Linked DNA regions of Sus scrofa: all the other regions are linked to region 1. A link is a contact called in public Hi-C and promoter capture Hi-C data. All regions are on one chromosome and are shown on one strand. Each heading gives the region's core, a stretch centred on a gene start, on an enhancer-like site or on the middle of the called end of the contact. The rest is flanking DNA. Distances are from core to core; before and after follow the strand shown. Region 1 holds the start of TMEM131 (transmembrane protein 131). Region 2 holds the start of ANKRD23 (ankyrin repeat domain 23). Region 3 holds the start of COX5B (mitochondrial cytochrome c oxidase subunit Vb). Region 4 holds the start of SEMA4C (semaphorin-4C).

Region 1 (2,956 bases), core at 168-2,667:
CAATTAGATGCAAGGCCTTGGAAGAAACTTGTGCCAGAGAGGGGCCTTAAAGTAAGCTTCATTAGCTTCATGGGAAATCTGCCTTCCATCAAACATGTCTGTATATGTCTAAGCTCCAATTATAGATATAAACTCAGTTCTCATGGGGCTCTAGAGCCTCAGGCTAATCAAAGGACATGGTTAATTCCTGTGTAAGAGAACCTGAGCATTTCATGGTTGGAGAGGTTTGTCTGCCCTGAACCTGGCAATGGGGGAAGGACTGCTGACTCCCAGTGCTGCACACTGGAGGTAAGCTTGGACCCAGCTAAGGCATTCAGTGACTTATTCTTGGGCTTGATTTCTTCAGTGAGTTAAAAAGCTTTCCAGAAATCTCTTGCCTTAGGCCTACAAACATGGAAAACCGAACTTAGATATATTAATTATCCCTATTTAATTACCTCAAGAACAGCATTTGATTATTCAATTTTGACACTAATCATCAGAAAAATATAATGGCTTTTCAAAATCAGGGTAAGGCTATTAAAATATACAAATTTATTAAGTAAAATAAAGTGCTCCTGACAAAGAAGACTACTGCATAGGATAGTACTTTGGGTTTAAGTCTTCCTGAAATTTTATTTTCCCACGTAGCTTGGTCCGAGACTTATTAGGGGTGGACTTGGCCTTAAAAATACAACGATTCACTCAACAAATTCTGCGAAGTGTTTAAGGAGGTGGCTCAGGAGTTAGGGGAAGTTACTAAAATAGTTACTAAGTTAGGAGTTAGGGGAAGTTACTGATTAAAGAGGGACCACGTAGAGAATAGCCACGCCCACCAAGAACCTCGACCTAAAATGGAAAGGGCATCTAGGAGGCATGAGGTGACTTCCTGAAGGAGACTAAAAGAGGTGGCCTTTGAGTTGGGCTTTTTATGTTAATAAAATGTCTTAAGAATACTTCCAAGCCGGAGAAAGCCAGCATAGCCACTAGACGTATTTCTTAAGTACAATCTGCCTTCCACGGTCACTGCTGCACCCCCATCACACACAAAGCAAAGAGTTTTTCCCGTATCAAAGTTGGCACAATCCAAGGTAAGGAGGATTACATTAAGCGTTCCTCGGTGCTGTGTCTATAAGGAAACAAAGACGAATAGAGCAGGTCCCTGTCCCCAAGACAGCACCATCAGGCACTGAATCAGGCCTGGGGTATTCTCGAAGCGACTGGGAGGCGGAGGTGCGGCCAGGAGTAGTCACTGGATAGGATTTTCCGCGCTGGACCACGAGGTCCGGATGCGCACTCATTCCCCTGGAAGGCTCTCGCACTGCAGTACCGGAGATGCAGGGGTTTGTTCCGACCTCGGAGCAGCTGCCCAACCTCCCCAAGCGCCCCGCAGCCCCGCCCCCGCGCCAGGGCGGCTGCGCGGCCAGGCCTCCCCGTCCCCACGTGATCTTCGTCACTGGCACTGCGAAGCATGAGCCGCCATCACAAGTCCTGGCGGCTGGGCCCTGGCCTGCCTCGCTCATTCTCCTCCTCCTCGGCGGGGTAGCGGTGACGGGTTGGGGTTGTGCTTCCAGTGTCCCGTCTGGCCGCTGAAGCCGCGGGCCTCCAAGAGCGCGAAGGGGAGGTCGGACCCGCGGACTCCCGAGCGGATAGACCTGCTTGCTGTCCAGGTGACGGCACGGCGGGGGCGGTGCCCGGGGCCGCGCCCCGCCCCTCGCAGGCCAGCGCCCAGAGCCCGCGGCCCTTGCCCGTTTCCAGTATGGCCGCCCGCCGCGCTTGACCCGCGGCCTCTCCGCTTCGACTCTTCGTAGGCGATGCCGAGGCCGAGGCCGTGACTGACACTCTCGCTCGCACGCACGCACGGACCAGACCCACGCCCGGAGCCCGAGCCCTGGGCCCGGAACTGCTCTCGCTCCCGGCTCCACGGCCAGAACCCGGACCACGGCTCCCGCGCCGCCGCCTCGCCGAGAAGGACCGCGCCGCACCTCGAGCGCGGCGGCCCCCGGCCGGCAGGGATGGGGAAGCGGGCGGGAGGAGGAGCAGCAGGAGCCGCCGCCGTCTCCACGTCTGCCGGGGCTGGTCTGGAGCCCGCGGCCGGCCGCGGCGGGGGCCCCCGGAGTGCGGCCGCTGGCCTCCTGGGAGCACTACACCTGGTGATGACTCTCGTCGTGGCCGCGGCGCGGGCCGAGAAGGAAGGTGGGTGTCAGCCGGCCGGCATCTCCTAGTCCCGGCCCCGCGGCTGTCACCGCGCCCTCGCGGAGGCCGCTGCCGGGCTGCGACCGGGGAGGAAGGGCCGCGGCTCCGGTCTGCGTCCGGCGCGAAGTTGCTCGGTCGAGTCCTGTCCCGAGCCGGGAACTTGGAGTTCGGGTGCCAACTCGCGGCGTTGGCCGCACAGAGTTGCTCTCATTCTCCGTGATTCCTTCCCCTTGTCTTTCCTTTGGTCTCCTGTCACTGCCATTTCAAAACTTCCCCGGTTCTCGTTATTCTTGCCTCTTGGTCCACTATGTAGGAGGGGCGTATTTTTAGACTTGATTGCTGTTAATAGGAGAATTTTAGGACTTTTTTTTTCTTTTCTTTTTTTGGTTGCAGCTTTAATAACGGCGTGGGAAGAGAGCTCACTTTAAAATGCAGTAAAAAATAGCGAGACTAGTGGAGAGACTTAAAACAGCTTACCAAATTTTACTTTGGAATTGTTAAAACAATTCTTGGGGAGGAATCCTGTTCTTTAGCTTCCCCGTCCAGTATCGCTTTGCAGTGTTGATTGTTTAGCGAATTCTCCCTTTCTCAGATATATTTCTTCTTAGCCCTCTATTAAGCTGTTGAAGCTATGCCTATACTTTTTTACATATTTTAAGATACATAATTGTTTGTCGTTGTCTTTAATGTGAAAGACTTTAAAAACAAATGGCAAGTTTCAAGTTGGCAAACGTTTTTCTATAATTTACAGTTAAAAGGGCTGACCCTTAATTTTAAAACT
Region 2 (3,168 bases), core at 381-2,880, 500 kb after region 1:
CACAGGAAGAACATTGGGTGGTAGGCACTAAACTGCCCACGGTTTCCCTGGGCTCTGTGGTGAGCATGCTTAGCCAAGTGGTTCCTGAGCTTGATTTGCTGTTTGGGGGATTTTTTGTTTTCTTTTTAGGGCTGTGCCCACAGCATTTGGAAATTTCCAGGCCAGGGACTGAATCAGAGCTGCAACTGCCAGCCTACATCAAAGACACAGCCATGCCAGATCCAAGCCACATCTGCAGCCTACACCACAGCTTGTGGCAATGCTGGATCTTTAACCTACTGAGTGAGGCCAGGGATCGAACCCACATCTTCATAGATACTAGTTGGGTTCATAACTTGCTGAGCCACAATGGGAACTCCAATTTTTTTTTTCTTGATAAGTAATAGCAGTAGTAAGTTAATACAGTGAGCTCCATGTGAATACCAATAGTTTCTGCTGAGAATTTCAGGTGCAGTCTGCTGGAGCCCTCGCCCTCAGACGTTGTTGGAGGGGTGTCTTAGAGTTGGTGGCCAGTGGTGGGGGCCAAAGCTGAAGTCCTGCCTTCTCCTGTCTATATCCCCTCACTCTCCTCCAGGTAATTCTCCCTCGTCACGACCACAAGTCACCTTCGAAAGAAAGGTGGACGATAAGCTTGGGCTCCTCATGTCTCAAAACTTGGAAGCACTGAGAAGCCAGCTGGGGGTGGGGCCTCGGTCTGCCTGTGACCTGCAGTTCTCCTGCTCGGCCTGGATGCCTGCTCGTGTTTCTCCAATTCTGGAGTCTTACTCACTAGCTATCAGATTTCCTTGAAACGTCAAGGCAGAGGTCAAGGCGCAGCCAAGGGGAGGCATACTTGGTGTCCCGGGAAAATTAGGAAGTTTGACCTTGGCAGCTGGAGAGGGACTGCTCTGCGACTGGATTAATGGTTCATGTTCATAGTTGGACCTGGGGCGGATCTGAGCCTCACCTTCCTGGGGAGGGTCGTGCTGTGCCTGGCAGGTGTCCGTGGGGACCTGCATGTGGGCCATCAAAGGCTCTTCAGGAGGCACAAGATGCTGATAACAGGCCAAGCTTGGCTCTGGGTGGTGGCCTAGCTTAATGCTAAGGCCTTCAGAGTGGTGGGGGACAAACCCACCAGGAGCAGCTGGGAGTGATCTGGGAACTGGCCAGGTGAGAAACAGCTCGATTTCTTCAAGTAGGTGCCAGCTGAGGCAGATGTCAGCCTCCTGGGCCTGTGGTTTGGAGGTCTTCTTTAAGGATTCTGGTCCTTCTGCTAGGGCAGTCATGCTGGATCTTCCAAGGTCTCCACAGACAGACCTCATACTTGACCGTGTTTTCAAGTGGGAGCTATTTCCCCTGAGCCTAGGCTGGTGGCCCAGCACCCAGGATGTATGTTATTGGTTGAATTGCTTCTGAGTAGGTGCCTGGGGGCAGGTGGCACCGGTGCAGGATGGCAGGTATCTGAGGATGCAACTGACTCAGCTCAAAACAGCTTTCTCCTGCCTACAGCAGGCTGCATGCCCGCACTGGTATTTCGGTGGTGTTACAGAGCCACTGAGTTATCTGGCCAGGGCACAAGCCTCTGCCCTTCCCCCGGAGATAGCTCTCTATAAAAGGGCTGAGCCTCTCAGCTTCTCTCACTGGGAGCATGGAGAGCGGGGGGACCATGGACTTGATCAGCATCCAGCAGTTGGTAAGGCCACAGGGCAGTGGTCTGGGTGCCCTGGACTGTCTCAGCAGAATGAGGAGCTCAGGCAGTTTCTTTCTTTAGCCTGTAGAGTGGGTTTTAGGAGTCAAGACCTGGTCTGTCTGCCGAGTCCTCATGTGAGGTGGTGAGGGGCTAGGGAGCAAGAGAGGGAAACAGTGAGAAAGATGCTGCGTCATGGTGGGCAAGGAAATCCTTGAGTTTAGTGGGTTTTGCCCTGGGCTGTGATGGCCAAAGAGGAACACAAAGTGGCAGGTCACCCTAGAAGACACACGTGTGGCTGGGGTGTTTAGCTCAATTGCACTGATGGTCCAGAGGGTCTGGCTGCCTTGGCTGGGGGCAGGGAGAAGGGTGCCCTGGGCAGGGAAACAGGAATAGCAGTGGCACTTTGGGATGTCTGCTGTGGGGAGGTGGGGTGTGGAGGGTGGTGAGGCTGATGGCCACAGCCAGGGCAGCCTCAGCAGCCTCTTGCTGGGAGGTGGGCTGCAGGGCCTGAGTGGTTTCATGTTGCCTGGGTTTGCTTTTCAAAGCCCAAGGCTCTGCCATCCTGTCATTCCAACTTTTTCTCTCCCCTCAACACGCTTATTCCTCAATGCTCCCCAGCTCCTGAGTCCCGGGGCTGGGGGCCGGGAAGGAAAAGACAGGAAGAATGTATAGCAGGTTCTGCCCTAGGCACTAGTCCCTGGACGTCACAGCTCCAAGGGGTAAATGCTGGCTTCACCCCATTTTACTGTGAAGAAACAGAGCTTCATGAGGAGTCAAGATTTGAACCCAGGAATCTTACCCAGAAGGCATCTCCTCTGTCCCTCTGGGCTTGGGGTCAGGTGGCAGTGTGGCGTGATCTGGTAGGAATGTAAGGACAACAACTCAGGAGGGCAGCCATGTCAACCACCCGGGCTCACCTGGACACAGCCCAACAGTATAAATAGATGCAGTGTCAGGCCCCCTGCTGCTAGTTTCTGTGACAGTATAGGGCAGGCCGCAGGCGACACCGCAGGCCATGAGCCAGTGATAGCCATGGGTGTCAGGAGCAGCCCGTGTTTAGACTGCCCATGAGCTTTGACAGGGGTCAGGCCAGCTCTCAAATCACTCCGGGCAGGGACACCCCCCCACCCGCCCCGTACAACACAGCCATGTTTTCTAACGCCTTCTCTTAATTTTTCTGATCCTTTATCCTTGTCCTGTCCTGTAGGTAAGTGGAGAGAGAGGTGAAAGGAAAGAACTGGGACGTGGACATAGAGTTCCTGATCCTGGAGGTGGGCTTGCACCTGGAGGCTGGGGCCCCAGGAGGCTGAGGCCCAGGAGAGGCGGAAACTGGAGGAAGAGAAGAGGAGCAGAGTGAGTGACCGGGTAGCTGGCCATGAGCAGGGCCCCACAGCTTGAGTGCTGCACTTCTTTTGTGGGCAGGGAGGATGGGGTTAGAACAGCTGGAGGCTGCCCCAGGGCTCCCGCGGCCAGCAGCTAATGGCTGGCATGGCCCTGTT
Region 3 (2,976 bases), core at 69-2,568, 350 kb after region 1:
GCTGGCCTATGCCACAGCCCCAACACCAGATCCTTAACCCACTGAGCGAGGCCAGGGATCAAACCCACATCCTCATGGATATTAGTGTCTTGTTCATAACCCACTAAGCCGCAACAAGAACTCTCAATGAACCAATATTATTTATGTTCCAGGCCTCTCTCCCGTAAGGATCACCTACTCAAGCAGAGGGGTATGAGAGGGCCAAGACCCTTATAACAACTTATTTATACACACACAAAGCACAAGATATGAAAGAGCTTACAGACCTGTATAGTGGGCTATATTAAATGGGTAAGAAAATAGTGTTGAGGTACTTACAGATGCAGCCCACTATCCGCTTGTTGGTGATGGAGGGGACTAAATTAGGGTCTTCCTTGGTACCTGAGGCTGCCTTTGGGGCAAGTATATTGTATGGGTCCTGAAAAGACAAAATAAGAATCCATTATGCCAAATGACTCCTACCTTCTAGGGGTTAGCGGTATTGTTCCCACATGCCAGGTTTCCAGGATCAGTGAGGCCCAGAGAGGAGACTACTCTGATCCCATCCAAAACCATAAACTCCTAAGAAGACATATAAAGTTTCTCCTCACCAGTCCCTTGCGGGCGGCCATCATGACCTCCCTCTCCAGCCCAGTCGCCTGCTCCTCATCAGTAGGAACACCACCTGAAGAAAATATGGTAATTACCATGTCGTCTGAAATGATCACGATGGAAAATGCACATACGCAAACTGCTGCATATAGTTTTAGTGGGCTTATTGTCCCCTAAAGACCGGAGTCATGATACCCGAAAGTGGCAACATGGGGTGATCTTCACTTCCTTCGGCCACGGAGGCCGTTTTTCGACACATTTTTTTCCTAAAAGCAGGTTAATCAGAGTCCTAGTGGAATACATCCAACTTGAGATACGCGCGGGTCTAAGGAGGGGCTTAGCCCCACCCCCCATGTCCTGGCTGCAATCCCTGCCCATCAAGGTCATCTAGCATTTCAGTTAAGGATTCTTTGGCAGCGGGGTCAGTCTGGTGGTCGGCAGCAACGGCGGCCCAGGGTAACAGGGAGACGCCTGTGGAGCCTGAGGCCTTCGGGGCCAAGGGGCAGCCACTGCGGCCGCGAGGTACTGAAGGCTGTCCCCCGCCCCGCTGCCCCCACCACCCCGAGAGAGCAATGGCACGGGTCCCTGGCGCGCCGGGGGGGCCTAGTACCTCCAGATGCCATAGACCGCACAACGGCGACTCCATTGGGACCTCGGGCCCTCAAGGTCTGCGCGGCTAGCGCTCCAGCTCCACGGAGTAACCTTGAAGCCATCACGCCCGCTACAAATACCAGCACTTCCGGTAACAGGCTCCTGAGGTGCAGGGACTTCCGGGGGAGGGCTGCTTTCTGCGCAGAGTCCGCCTTCCGCTTCCTCCGGCCCCTAGACCGCCCCCCTCACGTGACTCCTCGGGGCGGCGGGGGGGGCGTTGGGGCAAGGCCTGCGCTTGCGCACCTGTGCCTCACTGCCCCGCCTTGCAGCCCCGAGGGCATGGAGGCGGTCACGGTTTCAATTGCAGGCTTCTGGGGGCTTTGCCCTTTAGTAACGCTCGGATTTGGTGCAACTCGTTTTACTTCCGTGGGACTCAGTGCCCCGCAGGTCAATGGAAAACCACGCTGGAGCCGATAGTTGTGCCGAGTAAACGTGGAGCCTGCTGACGGAAAACATTAAGCCTGCGTCGCTCAAGATACTTGCTGGATCCCAAAAGGTCCAAATTTAGGAGTAGGCTAGTTGTGGTGCTGGTTCACCTGGCCGTTTGTGAGCCACTGCGAACTTGTAACCCAGCCTAGGAGAACTTGAGCAGGAGCTCCCCGCAGTCCTAACGTCAGCTTCTTGTTACGGTGGTTTTGAGGTGATGAGGTTCAGGCCTGAGGCGAGGCTGGGGTGGCAGGGGAAGGGACGGTCAAATTGTGGGCCCTTCCTGGGAGCCAGGCCCTTGATGATATGGGGTAAGGTAAAGGGGTGGTTGCATTGGGAGGCTGTTAATTAAGAAGTTAAGGGAGGGAAGCAGGAAGCGGAGTTGGTGACGGGAAATGGAGCTCCAGCTCCAGAACGTACTGGGGCGAGTTCTCTTGTTTAAAACTGAAAACTTTTTGGCCTGTTTTTTGGTTTTGGCCCGGGTCTACAGCATGTGGAAGTTCCCCGGCCAGGGATGGAACCCATGCCAAAGGAGCGACCCAGGCTGCTGCAGTAGTACTGCTCGGTCCTTAACCTGCTGCACCACAAGAGAACTCCTAAAAGCTGAAAATGTCTTCTGTAGCCGCCCCCATTGCCCCGCAAGCTGAGGTGTGCAAGTTTCTGTAAACGCTGCCTTGTATGGATGGGCTCCTAGGAACTAGTTCCTGCTGTCGGTGTAGCCCTGTTACAGACTGGCTGCATGCAGCATCTTTTTCCCTATTGGGTAGAAAATTCTTTCACAACAGAAATTTTGCTCTATTCATCTTTGGATTCTCTGCCTTGCAGAGGTCTGACATATGGGATCAAGTAAGTTTTAGTAAGTTTAATTCTTGGTGAGAATATACAGAATCAGTATTGAGGGCCTCTCCTGGCCCATTGAGGTAAATTTGAGGTAAATTGGGAAGGGTTGAAATCCCAGGTATTCCCACTCGTACTGTGCAGGTTATATTTTCCAAAGGATCTGGTGGAGCATTCCTTCACATGAGCACAGCTGGTCTTTGTGGCTGCCCCTCCATCAAGAAGAAAATCATCTGTAAAGCCAAAGATGGTTTTGTTTTTTTTCCCTGGTCTTGTGGAAGTTCCCAGGCCAGGGATCTGGTGGCCTATGCTACAGCTGTAGCAATGCCAGGTCCTTAACCTGCTGTGTCACAAGGCAACTTCTGGCCAAAGATGACTTGATCCTCTTTAAAGGTGGGCTTTGCTTTGAATGGCTTCCGCTGTTACTCCCTTCACCCTTACCTTCACTGCAACCCCTCCAAATTAAATTGG
Region 4 (3,060 bases), core at 25-2,524, 470 kb after region 1:
AAACTATATACCCTGCTCACCCACCCATGGAAAAGGCCTGTGCTGGAAAGGAACAGAATACAGCAGGAAATGAGCGAAGGTAGAGAAGGAGAGCTCAGGAACTGCAGCCTCATTTTTGAGGAGCGTTTGGGAGGGAAGGGCTCTGGAGTCTGTTAGCAGGAAGGGAGAAGTCTGCCTTGAGGTATAAGAGATGGTCCCTGCCAGTGAAACCAAACCACCTCCTGAGACTTTCCACTGGGGCCGTCTTGCAAGTGGGGCCAGGAGCTCAGGTCTCAGCCTGGTAACCCTCATCCCTAGGGGTGGGTGGGGGTGAAACTGAGGCAAAATAGCAGGGAGAGGAGGGTTTGGTGCCTAAAAGTTGTCAGAATGACTGATCAATTTATCAGAAAGACAGAATCAGGAATCCCAAGGCCTGATTTAATATTCCGACCTTGGTAATTATCTGTGTGACTTTGGACAGGTTGCTTAACCTTTCTGAGACTCATTTTATCTATAAAATGAGAGAAACAATACCTACTTTATAAAGGGTGTTGATGAGGGTAAAATGTTGCTGACTCTAAAGCACAGAACAAATGTGCTTTACTGCCGCTTAGATAGACAGGGTCTAACTTGGACCACAAGTGGAGTATGTGTGTGTTTGTGTCACCCATCTTCTCCCTCCCTGCCACCCACCCCATGCTAATTAACTGGCTTGTCCCCTATCTCCAGCATCTCCAAGGCCACCAGCTGTTTTTCTGGTGGAGAGGAACTGGGAAATGTGGCTTTGGCCAGCACGGGAGAAGGGATCTTTATGTATACTAGCAAAGACCCAATTGTTACTGAATCCAAACTGGGCTGCTTTCCCCAATTATCTCCACTGGTCTTCTGGCCTCCACTTTTCAGATGCCAAGTTTTAACCCAGAACAAAAGCCCCTGTCCAGGACTGATTTATAATCCAAATCTGCTGACGGGGCCCTAAAGTGTCCCTCCCCTACAGGACTGCACAGGGCTTAATGTTACCAGGAAGCTTTTCTGCCTCCAGTCTCTTCACTTCTGCCCTTTGGCCCTAGACAGGAGGTGGCATCTGTCTTTGGGTCCCCATGAGGTGGCCTCCCTGGGGTTCCTCTGTCCACTTGTCCAGCTTGGAGGACCAGCTGGCAAAGACACCCTAGCACCACCCAGGAGACCAGAGCTACAAGTTACTTCTAGGAGCGGCTGTGGGCGGAGGCTGGCGGTTCTGAGAGTGGTAGTTCTCCAGCTGGCTCCCCTCAACCCCTTTCATCTGAACATCAGGGTTCATGTCACTTGTTATTCAGCCTTCCAGTGGCACCAGAGGAGTCATTTCCTGAGGGTAGGCTCTGTGCAACAGGAGCCGGGGTTTATCCTTGCCGGAGTCAGGCAAGGGGCGCTGAGTGGGACCCTTTGCCTGGAGCGTGAGAAACAACAGGCAGAAGCTCGAGGGAGGCTCGGGGGTCTTCCTGGCTGGTGAGGCCCGATCCAGTCTGATCCCAGGGGTCAGGCGTCAAGCCAAGAAACGATGCAGAATTGGGGGTCCAAATAAGACCACTCTGGGCCGCCCCGAAGAGAAGCCTCGGATACACGCCTCGAGGTGGCTCGCCTGCCTTCGTTCCTGTAACCATAGCGTAGGGAGCGCCTTAGCCCCATTCCCGATCCAGGTCGCCCAGCCCGAGCGGTTGGCCTTAGGGGACACTTCGGAAAGACCGGGTAAGTCCGATTCCCCTTGCCAGGGCCCGGAGTCCCTCCTCTGTCCCACCTCCCCGCGCGGTGGCGCAGATCATGACTACAAGGCGCTGGGCCGCAGGGCACCGGGAGGGGCGGGGGTCCGAGCCACCGGACGGGGAGCGGCGAGGCGTGCGGGTCGCGGCGGGTCACAGCCCCCCTCGGGGCGGGCCTTCGCGTCCCGCCCCCGGCCTCCGCCGACCCCCCCCACCCTGTTTGACGTCAGGGGGAGGGGACGGAGAGCGGCGGCAGCCGGGGAGAAAGAGCCGGCGCCCGCCGCGGTGGCGCGGGGAGCCCGAGCCCAGGGGCGCCGAGCCGAGCCGGGCCGAGGGGCGGTGGCAGCCGGGCAGCGGAGCAGGGCGGGCGGGCGCGCGCGGGCGGGCGGCGGCGCGCGGGCAGGGGCGGACCGTGGTCGGAGCCGAACGCGAGGGCGGCGCCCAGGGATTCCAGCCGCGAAGAAGAGGTGAGTGAGGCCGGGGTTGCCCGGGGCCGGGGCTAAGGGGCTCCGGCCCGCTGCTTTGTCCGCCGACTCGGGAGGGGGCGGCCTGCACGCGCGAGGGACAGGGTCTGGGGGCGCAGGGAGGGGCGGCGGCAGGGACAACTGTCCGCCCGAGTGCCTTCTTACGCCCCCCGCGGGCTGCCTCGCGGGGGCTCGTAAGCGGGGCAAGCTATTCCCTTCGCTACAGGGTCCGGAAGCGCGGACTGGTCATGGGGAGCGGGGGTCCCCCGTGCTGTCCGGTCCGAGGCCGGGATCTTCTCCAGGTCCCCGAACTGCCCCCGGCTTTGCCACCTCCGACGGAAAGTTTGGGGCGGGCTTGGACGGAGGCCGATGTTGTGGGATCGGATTTCCCTGCCGCGGCCCCCCAGCCTCCCGCCCGCTCCGCTCCGCTGGGGAGGCGGGCTGTCCTGGAAAGGCTGGAGCGCTCGCCTTGCAGCCGCGGGGGTGCCATCCACGGCCCGCCGCTCGGGGTGGGCAAGGGTCGGGGGCGCGAGGCCGGGATCCTGCACCCCTCCACCCCCGCACCGCAAGGCTGCCCGTTTCCCCCGCTCTGGGAGGAGCTGGGAGCAGGGGCACCACTGTGCGAGCAGAGCATCGGAGTGCGCCGCGGGGTCCGATTCGGGCCTGGGTAAGGGGCCGAGGGAGGGCTGGGGGTGTGTTGGGGGACTGGTTCAGGGGGTGAACGCATCCCAGGTCGCCCGCCCTTCCCGCGCTGGGGTACTGGGCCGACAGGGGGCGTCCATAGCCCGGGCACCGCCACGCTCCCAGCGCCGCCGCTTTGTTTGCATTCAAATCCCCGGAGCTGGGGGAGGGGAGAACGGGGTGAGGGGCGACCGGGGACC

The links. Promoter capture Hi-C pulls out the DNA fragments that hold promoters and counts their contacts. Hi-C and Micro-C count contacts between places; a contact is called where the count stands out from the background.
Region 2: a contact with region 1 is called in a promoter capture Hi-C map of fetal liver, with 2.3 times the contacts expected there. The contact joins the promoter of ANKRD23 here to the promoter of TMEM131 in region 1. A contact is called at or near these places in 1 of 5 promoter capture datasets (fetal liver), 1 of 47 Hi-C or Micro-C datasets (embryonic fibroblasts) and 1 of 2 datasets of contacts at active chromatin or transcription factors (skeletal muscle).
Region 3: a contact with region 1 is called in a Hi-C map of embryonic fibroblasts, with 1.8 times the contacts expected there. The contact joins the promoter of COX5B here to the promoter of TMEM131 in region 1. A contact is called at or near these places in 2 of 5 promoter capture datasets (fetal liver and liver) and 1 of 47 Hi-C or Micro-C datasets (embryonic fibroblasts).
Region 4: a contact with region 1 is called in a Hi-C map of heart right ventricle, with 4 times the contacts expected there. The contact joins the promoter of SEMA4C here to the promoter of TMEM131 in region 1. A contact is called at or near these places in 1 of 5 promoter capture datasets (fetal liver) and 3 of 47 Hi-C or Micro-C datasets (embryonic fibroblasts, fetal liver and heart right ventricle).

What each region holds. Positions count from the first base shown.
Region 1 is chr3:56,275,713-56,278,668 of Sscrofa11.1, forward strand. It overlaps TMEM131 (transmembrane protein 131), which reads left to right and starts at 1,418. Exons shown (of 41, transcript XM_021087250.1): 1 at 1,418-2,175. The coding sequence starts at 1,995.
Region 2 is chr3:56,775,194-56,778,361 of Sscrofa11.1, forward strand. It overlaps ANKRD23 (ankyrin repeat domain 23), which reads left to right and starts at 1,631. Exons shown (of 10, transcript NM_001315720.1): 1 at 1,631-1,672; 2 at 2,877-2,945; 3 at 2,948-3,022. The coding sequence starts at 1,646.
Region 3 is chr3:56,630,789-56,633,764 of Sscrofa11.1, forward strand. It overlaps COX5B (mitochondrial cytochrome c oxidase subunit Vb), which reads right to left and starts at 1,319. Exons shown (of 4, transcript NM_001007517.1): 1 at 1,202-1,319; 2 at 591-664; 3 at 319-418. The coding sequence starts at 1,304.
Region 4 is chr3:56,749,471-56,752,530 of Sscrofa11.1, forward strand. It overlaps SEMA4C (semaphorin-4C), which reads left to right and starts at 1,275. Exons shown (of 15, transcript XM_021087262.1): 1 at 1,275-1,704.